2 separate regions of the Mus musculus genome follow, and region 1 is linked to region 2. A link is a contact called in public ChIA-PET data. All regions are on one chromosome and are shown on one strand. The core of a region is the stretch at or near the end of the contact, and the rest is flanking DNA. Distances in the headings are between cores, read along the strand shown. Region 1 has its middle 15 kb from the start of Tmprss12. Region 2 overlaps Dip2b (disco interacting protein 2 homolog B).

The links. ChIA-PET counts read pairs in DNA pulled down with a chosen protein or histone mark.
Region 1: a contact with region 2 is called in an RNA polymerase II ChIA-PET map of memory CD8 T cells, with 73 read pairs. The contact joins two enhancer-like sites. A contact is called at or near these places in 6 of 484 Hi-C or Micro-C datasets (the G1E-ER4 cell line, embryonic stem cells, liver and 2 more), 2 of 115 datasets of contacts at active chromatin or transcription factors (embryonic stem cells and memory CD8 T cells) and 2 of 9 other capture datasets (adipose tissue and pancreatic islet).

The regions. Positions count from the first base shown.
Region 1 is chr15:100,264,423-100,267,122 of GRCm38.p6, forward strand. No RefSeq gene overlaps it. Among named protein-coding and RNA genes, the nearest start is that of Tmprss12, 15 kb to the right of the region's middle. Within about 2 kb of position 1,414, at least 8 of the 459 cell types and tissues checked have an H3K27ac peak or open chromatin away from gene starts, as enhancers often do. A contact at or near this core is called in memory CD8 T cells, where this site is marked.
Region 2 is chr15:100,179,141-100,181,840 of GRCm38.p6, forward strand. It overlaps Dip2b (disco interacting protein 2 homolog B), which reads left to right. Exons shown (of 38, transcript NM_001159361.2): 21 at 2,169-2,296. Among named protein-coding and RNA genes, the nearest start is that of Atf1, 47 kb to the right of the region's middle. Within about 2 kb of position 1,286, at least 68 of the 459 cell types and tissues checked have an H3K27ac peak or open chromatin away from gene starts, as enhancers often do. A contact at or near this core is called in memory CD8 T cells, where this site is marked.

The DNA.
Region 1 (2,700 bases), core at 164-2,663, 85 kb after region 2:
GATGTGCTCTGAATTAACTTTGCTAGGTAATTTAGAATATAGGAGTCTCTAACATTGGACTGAATATTAGACCAGTCTAAGATTGAGTTAGAATGACTGGTCACACTGAAGAAAAGAGAAAATCATTATGACTCTATTAAATGACTAATTTTACCAAGTCAGTATGCACAGTCTCTGATGAACTATTGCCATAAAGTTAAAAGGCTAGAAGCTAGTCTAAACTGGAAAAATGACAAGCAAGGATGGATCTAAAACATGAATTTAATTTAGTTTTTTAGTCATTACAATCAGGACACTGAGTCAACTTACCTGCCAGCTCGTCACACGAATTAATATGTTTCTGCAGCGTTCTGTGTAGAAAACCTGTTTTTCCCTTTCCTAATAAGATAGCTGTTTTAGGATCAATCTATAAGCCAAAAAGTAGATCCCTTTAAGATACTATAAAGCATTTATTAAATTCTTTGCCATTTAAATATTAAATTTTGAAAATAAAGGTAAGATTTAAATAGTGTGCATGGGAATGCACTAAATAGTATGTACGGGGATACAATTTTTCTCTAGCAGAGCACAAGCTGACCTGTGAGCCATGGCTTCTGCTGAACTTCTCTGACTGTGAAAGGAGTTCCTCAGACAGAGGTAATGCTGATGGCATAGCAAGCAGGCCTGCCTTGAGTTCTCCCTTCGATAGACTTGGGATCTGGAATTGCAAGAGGAAATAAACCCTTTCTCCTGCTATGTTGCTTTTAGTCAGGGCATCTGCCACAGCAACAGAAATGAGATGAGGATTGGCTTAGAGCTCTGGACCCTAAGGACTAAGGGCTTGTGGCTTTTTTTTTTTTTTTAAAGATTAATTATTTACTGTATGTAAGTACATTGTAGCCCTCTTTGGACACTCCAGAAGAGGGCATCAGATCTCATTATGGATGGTTGTGAACCACCATGTGGTTGCTGGGATTTGAACTCAGGACCTTCTGGAAGAGCAGTCAGTGCTCTTACCCACTGAGCCATCTCTTCAGCCCGCAATGTCTTGACCTCTACAATTACATGGGCCAATTCCCATCCTGGCCTCTTTTGCTCCCCTTCTCCTCCCCTGCTTCTTTTTGGCTGGAGATCCCTGACTAATGTTGGTCTTCAGGCCTTACTCTGTGGAAAACAAGAGCTCTCAAGCTGTGCCTTGCTCTGAGTGACTCCATTTTATAAAACAATGTTTGGCAGAATGGCTCCACATCTTGTTTGCACATATAAACAAATTTCATCTATCCAGCGCAAACCATGGCACTGGCTGACAAGCAAGGTGTTGCCACCTACAAACTCAGCAAATTGAGACAGGAACTAACAGATACGTAAGCAGATGAAAACCACAGCAGAAAAGCGAGGGCTGGGAACTCATCAGACACAGGAGACCACAGAGCAGGCAGAGGGAGGCCCTCAGATGGATCCTATAAGAGAAGAGCCATTCTCACTGGACAGGGCCACAGCTACTGACAGTCCTCAAGAATCTGCAAGCTTAGCCATAACTGTCAACTCCTAACTGTCCCTGTGGCTTCAGCTTCTCTCTCTCTCTCCCTCTCTCTGTTACACACACACACACACACACACACACACACACACACACACACACACGAGAGAGAGAGAGAGAGAGAGAGAGAGAGAGAGAGAGAGAGAGAGAGCATTCGTGCATGCACATGCTCTCTTGACACAGCCCTCTCAGATACTTATGTCCTGACTCAGCTCTGTGCTCCCTCCAATAGAACAGATACAAAAATACCTCCTTTTTTTTACTTGGTGCACTCAGAAAATGAATACAGTTCAAAAACACAGAAAAGTGAATGGCATGTTGTGCTGTCCAATAGAAGTCTATGAAGAGAACTGTATTTATATTCAGCTGATGTAAGTCAATAATAGATTCTATTACTTCCCCTCTTAGCACAGGCTGGCCTGCAGTATGTAGCAAGGCCAACTGTCTCAGGGTTTGTACTGTTGAGGTAAAACACTGTCACCAAAAGCAACTGAGGAGAGGCTTTATTTCAGCTTATTTTCAGACTCTCAGGTCACAATCTATCACTGAGGGAAGTCAGGACAGGAACTAATGCAGACAGCATGGAAGGGCGCTGCTTCCTGGCTTGCTCTCTCCATGTCTTGCTCAGCCTGTTTTCTTACAGAATCCAGAACCACCTGCCCAGGATGGGCCACCTACCACACTGGACTGGGCCCTCTGCTTCCAACCATTAGTCAAGAAAATGTTCCAGCTGTTTGCCACTCAACAATGTGGTGGATTCTTTATTGGAGACACCGATGAGCAGTAGGCCTGTGGCACACCTTTCCTAGAAGCCGAGTTCCTCTTCCCTGGGTACTTTTAGTTTTTCTTACAGCTGAAAAGTTGTATGTGCTAATGACTGAGCCTGTGTATGTGGGAGGAAGGGGGTGGGTCTCAAGCACCAGCAGGATGCTGGCTTTGGTGAAGGGGCCATGCTAGATGCTGGCTTTGGTGAAGGGGCCATGCTAGATGGGGAGACTATAACTCTTTGAAGTATGAAGTGTTTGGGGAAGAGAGGGCAGGAGTGAAAGCCAGCCATGGTAGCTCAGGCCTTTAATCCCAGCATTCCAGAGGCAGACACAAGTGGATCTCTGTGAGTGCAGGGCTAGCCTGGTCAACAGAGAGAGACCCAGAAAAGCCAGTGCCTACATAGTAAGGCACTG
Region 2 (2,700 bases), core at 36-2,535:
ATATAAAGTTTGCGTGTCCAATGGGCCTCTCTTTCCAGTGATGGCCGACTAGGCCATCTTTTGATACATATGCAGCTAGAGTCAAGAGCTCCGGGGTACTGGTTAGTTCATAATGTTGTTCCACCTATAGGGTTGCAGATCCCTTTAGCTCCTTGGCTACTTTCTCTAGCTCCTCCATTGGGAGCCCTGTGATCCATCCATTAGCTGAGAGTGTTTTCTTTTCTTTTCTTTTTTTTTTTTTTTTTTTTTTGGTTTTTCGAGACAGAGTTTCTCTGTGTAGCCCTGGCTGTCCTGGAACTCACTTTGTAAACCAGGCTGGACTCGAACTCAGAAATCCGCCTGCCTCTGCCTCCTGAGTGCTGGGATTAAAGGTGTGTGCCACCACGCCGGGCATGAGAGTGTTTTCTTAAGGATTCTCAGCAGTGCCCACCCTGGGTCATTGTAAATTCTTAGAAAACAGTTCGTTACCTGGCAAGTGTTATTCATGGTAGTGGTCTAGAGAGACAAGGACCCAAAAGCCTGTTCTCAAGGCACATACTGAGCCTGAGCAGGACACAAAGGCAGCAGAGAGCCAGGCTCTGATGGCCAGTGGGTAGGGCAGTGGCGAGCCATGGGGTAGTCACTATCCTGTCAACTCATACCCTCCATCTGTCGATGGCTCCTTCCTGCCCATCTCCTCCTCCTCCTTCTCCTCTTCCTCCTCCTAGCGCTCAGCTCATGTAAGAGCATGTGACACTGAGCCCTTAACACTGCAGTGCAGCTTCAGCTGTCTCAAGAGCCCAAATCTTGAGCGAGCTTGCTGCACTGCTATTGAGGTCCAGGACCCAGCTCCAACCGTCAGTCTGAAACAGATAGACTGTTGTCCGCTCTCTATGAATGATCCCCTGAACCCCATGTAAAGGGTCTGGTTGTGTCTGGCCTGAACCAGTCCCATGGTCAGATCTAGCTGCAAGGAAGATGAAGATGGAAATACCATGTCAGCTAAACAGCCTCACTGTGAAAGATTTGGAGAAGCAGGCATCCCTTCTCTCTCTCTTTTTTAAGGATTTGTTTCTATTATGTTAAATGTATATGCAAGTCTACATGCATAGCAGTGTTGGAGTTAAAGGAGCTGTGAGCCACCAGACTTTGTGCTGGCAGCCACACTCATGTCCTCTGCAGGACCAGGACATTCCCTTAGCCGCCTCTCTCTCCATTTACCACCAGCAGACTGTTAGAAGTGTGTCCCCTCTGGCTCTGGCGTTGTGGAGTTGGCTGGCTTCCTCTGGCACTGTGGGTAGACCAGCAGCTTCCTGTGCATTGACATTCTGTTTTTCTGGCTTAGCCCAGTCATTGTGTGGCACTACACTGTGCTCAGCAAGAGTGACATGCTTGTGGAGGTAACTGCCAACTCGAGAGGACATGCGAAGGGCCAATGGACCCAGGGGCCTGCTGCTCTGTTGTCCAAAAATCTGCAGGGTTCTTAGACCTTCTTGGGTATGTGTTTCTGATCTTGCCAATGGAGACAGTGTTACCCTTGCGAGCTCAAAGCAACTATTCACACACTAAAACCGTTGGCTCTCTCTAGCTCCAGGAGCAATAAAGTAACATTTCTCTCCCTGGTATTCACCCTGTGCCAACTACAGAAGAGCTAATGCACACCTGTGGCTGGAAAAGGGAACTCTGTGTGTGAGCACAGTTTCTCCCCTGTGAGAGTGAGATTTCCCCTAAGAATAAATAGGAACGGATTAATCTCTTATAGACGGTAAGACCTCAGTGGGTGCTAGCCAGATGCTCAGCAGGTAGAGGCGTCCCTGGGACCCATTGGGTGGAAGGAGAGGACAGTTCCTGCAAGTTGTCCTCTGAGTCACAGCGGGCAGTGGCCTGCCTGTGCCCACACACATGCACACAGATCGAGCCTTTTAAAGACTTGGTGGCTTTAAGATGTGCTTTTTTACTAATTCTAAAGAAAAATAATAATAAATCCCATAAACTATGACATTATTTTCTTTCGTATAAACACGTTTTTTGTGGTGTTGGGAGTTGAACTGTGTACATGTTTCACAGGTACGTTTCTTAGTGTTTGGTTTGGTTTTGTTTAGTGACATTTTCATGAAAACAGGAAATGTAAGGTGTCTGTTTTACCCTTTAAACTATGGAAATGAAGGTGAATCATTGCTAACTTTCAGGGTAGCTTGGTGTTCGTGGTTGGAAAAATGGATGGATTACTCATGGTCAGCGGCCGAAGACATAACGCCGATGACATTGTTGCTACTGGATTGGCTGTGGAGTCCATAAAGACCGTCTATCGAGGAAGGTGAGTGCTCTGAGATCCGTGTCACCACTCTGGGGTGATCTGAGCTGCGCTCTGTGGTTCTTCCAGGTGCTTGGGCTGGTCTAGCTTAGAGTGACAAAGCCCAGCTTTAAATACCCGTCCTGCAGCTGAGGCATGAAATGTGAGCAGTCTCAGAGTCTGTCAATGATTGTTGATTCTGAAGACTGAGGAGAATTCCAAGATAAAAAACATGACCTTCTTCAGAGATTGTGCTGTCCAGGCCAATATAGGTGGCTGCCACTCTGCGAGAGCAGACCTAAGAATCTTTCTCTCATTTCTAACTGAAGTGTTGTGTTTTCTATGTGGAGACTGACATGGCAGCTAAGTGCTGGAATTGTAGGTTCTGTAAACAAGGGCAGGCCTTCTCCTGTGCTTACTAATGCAAG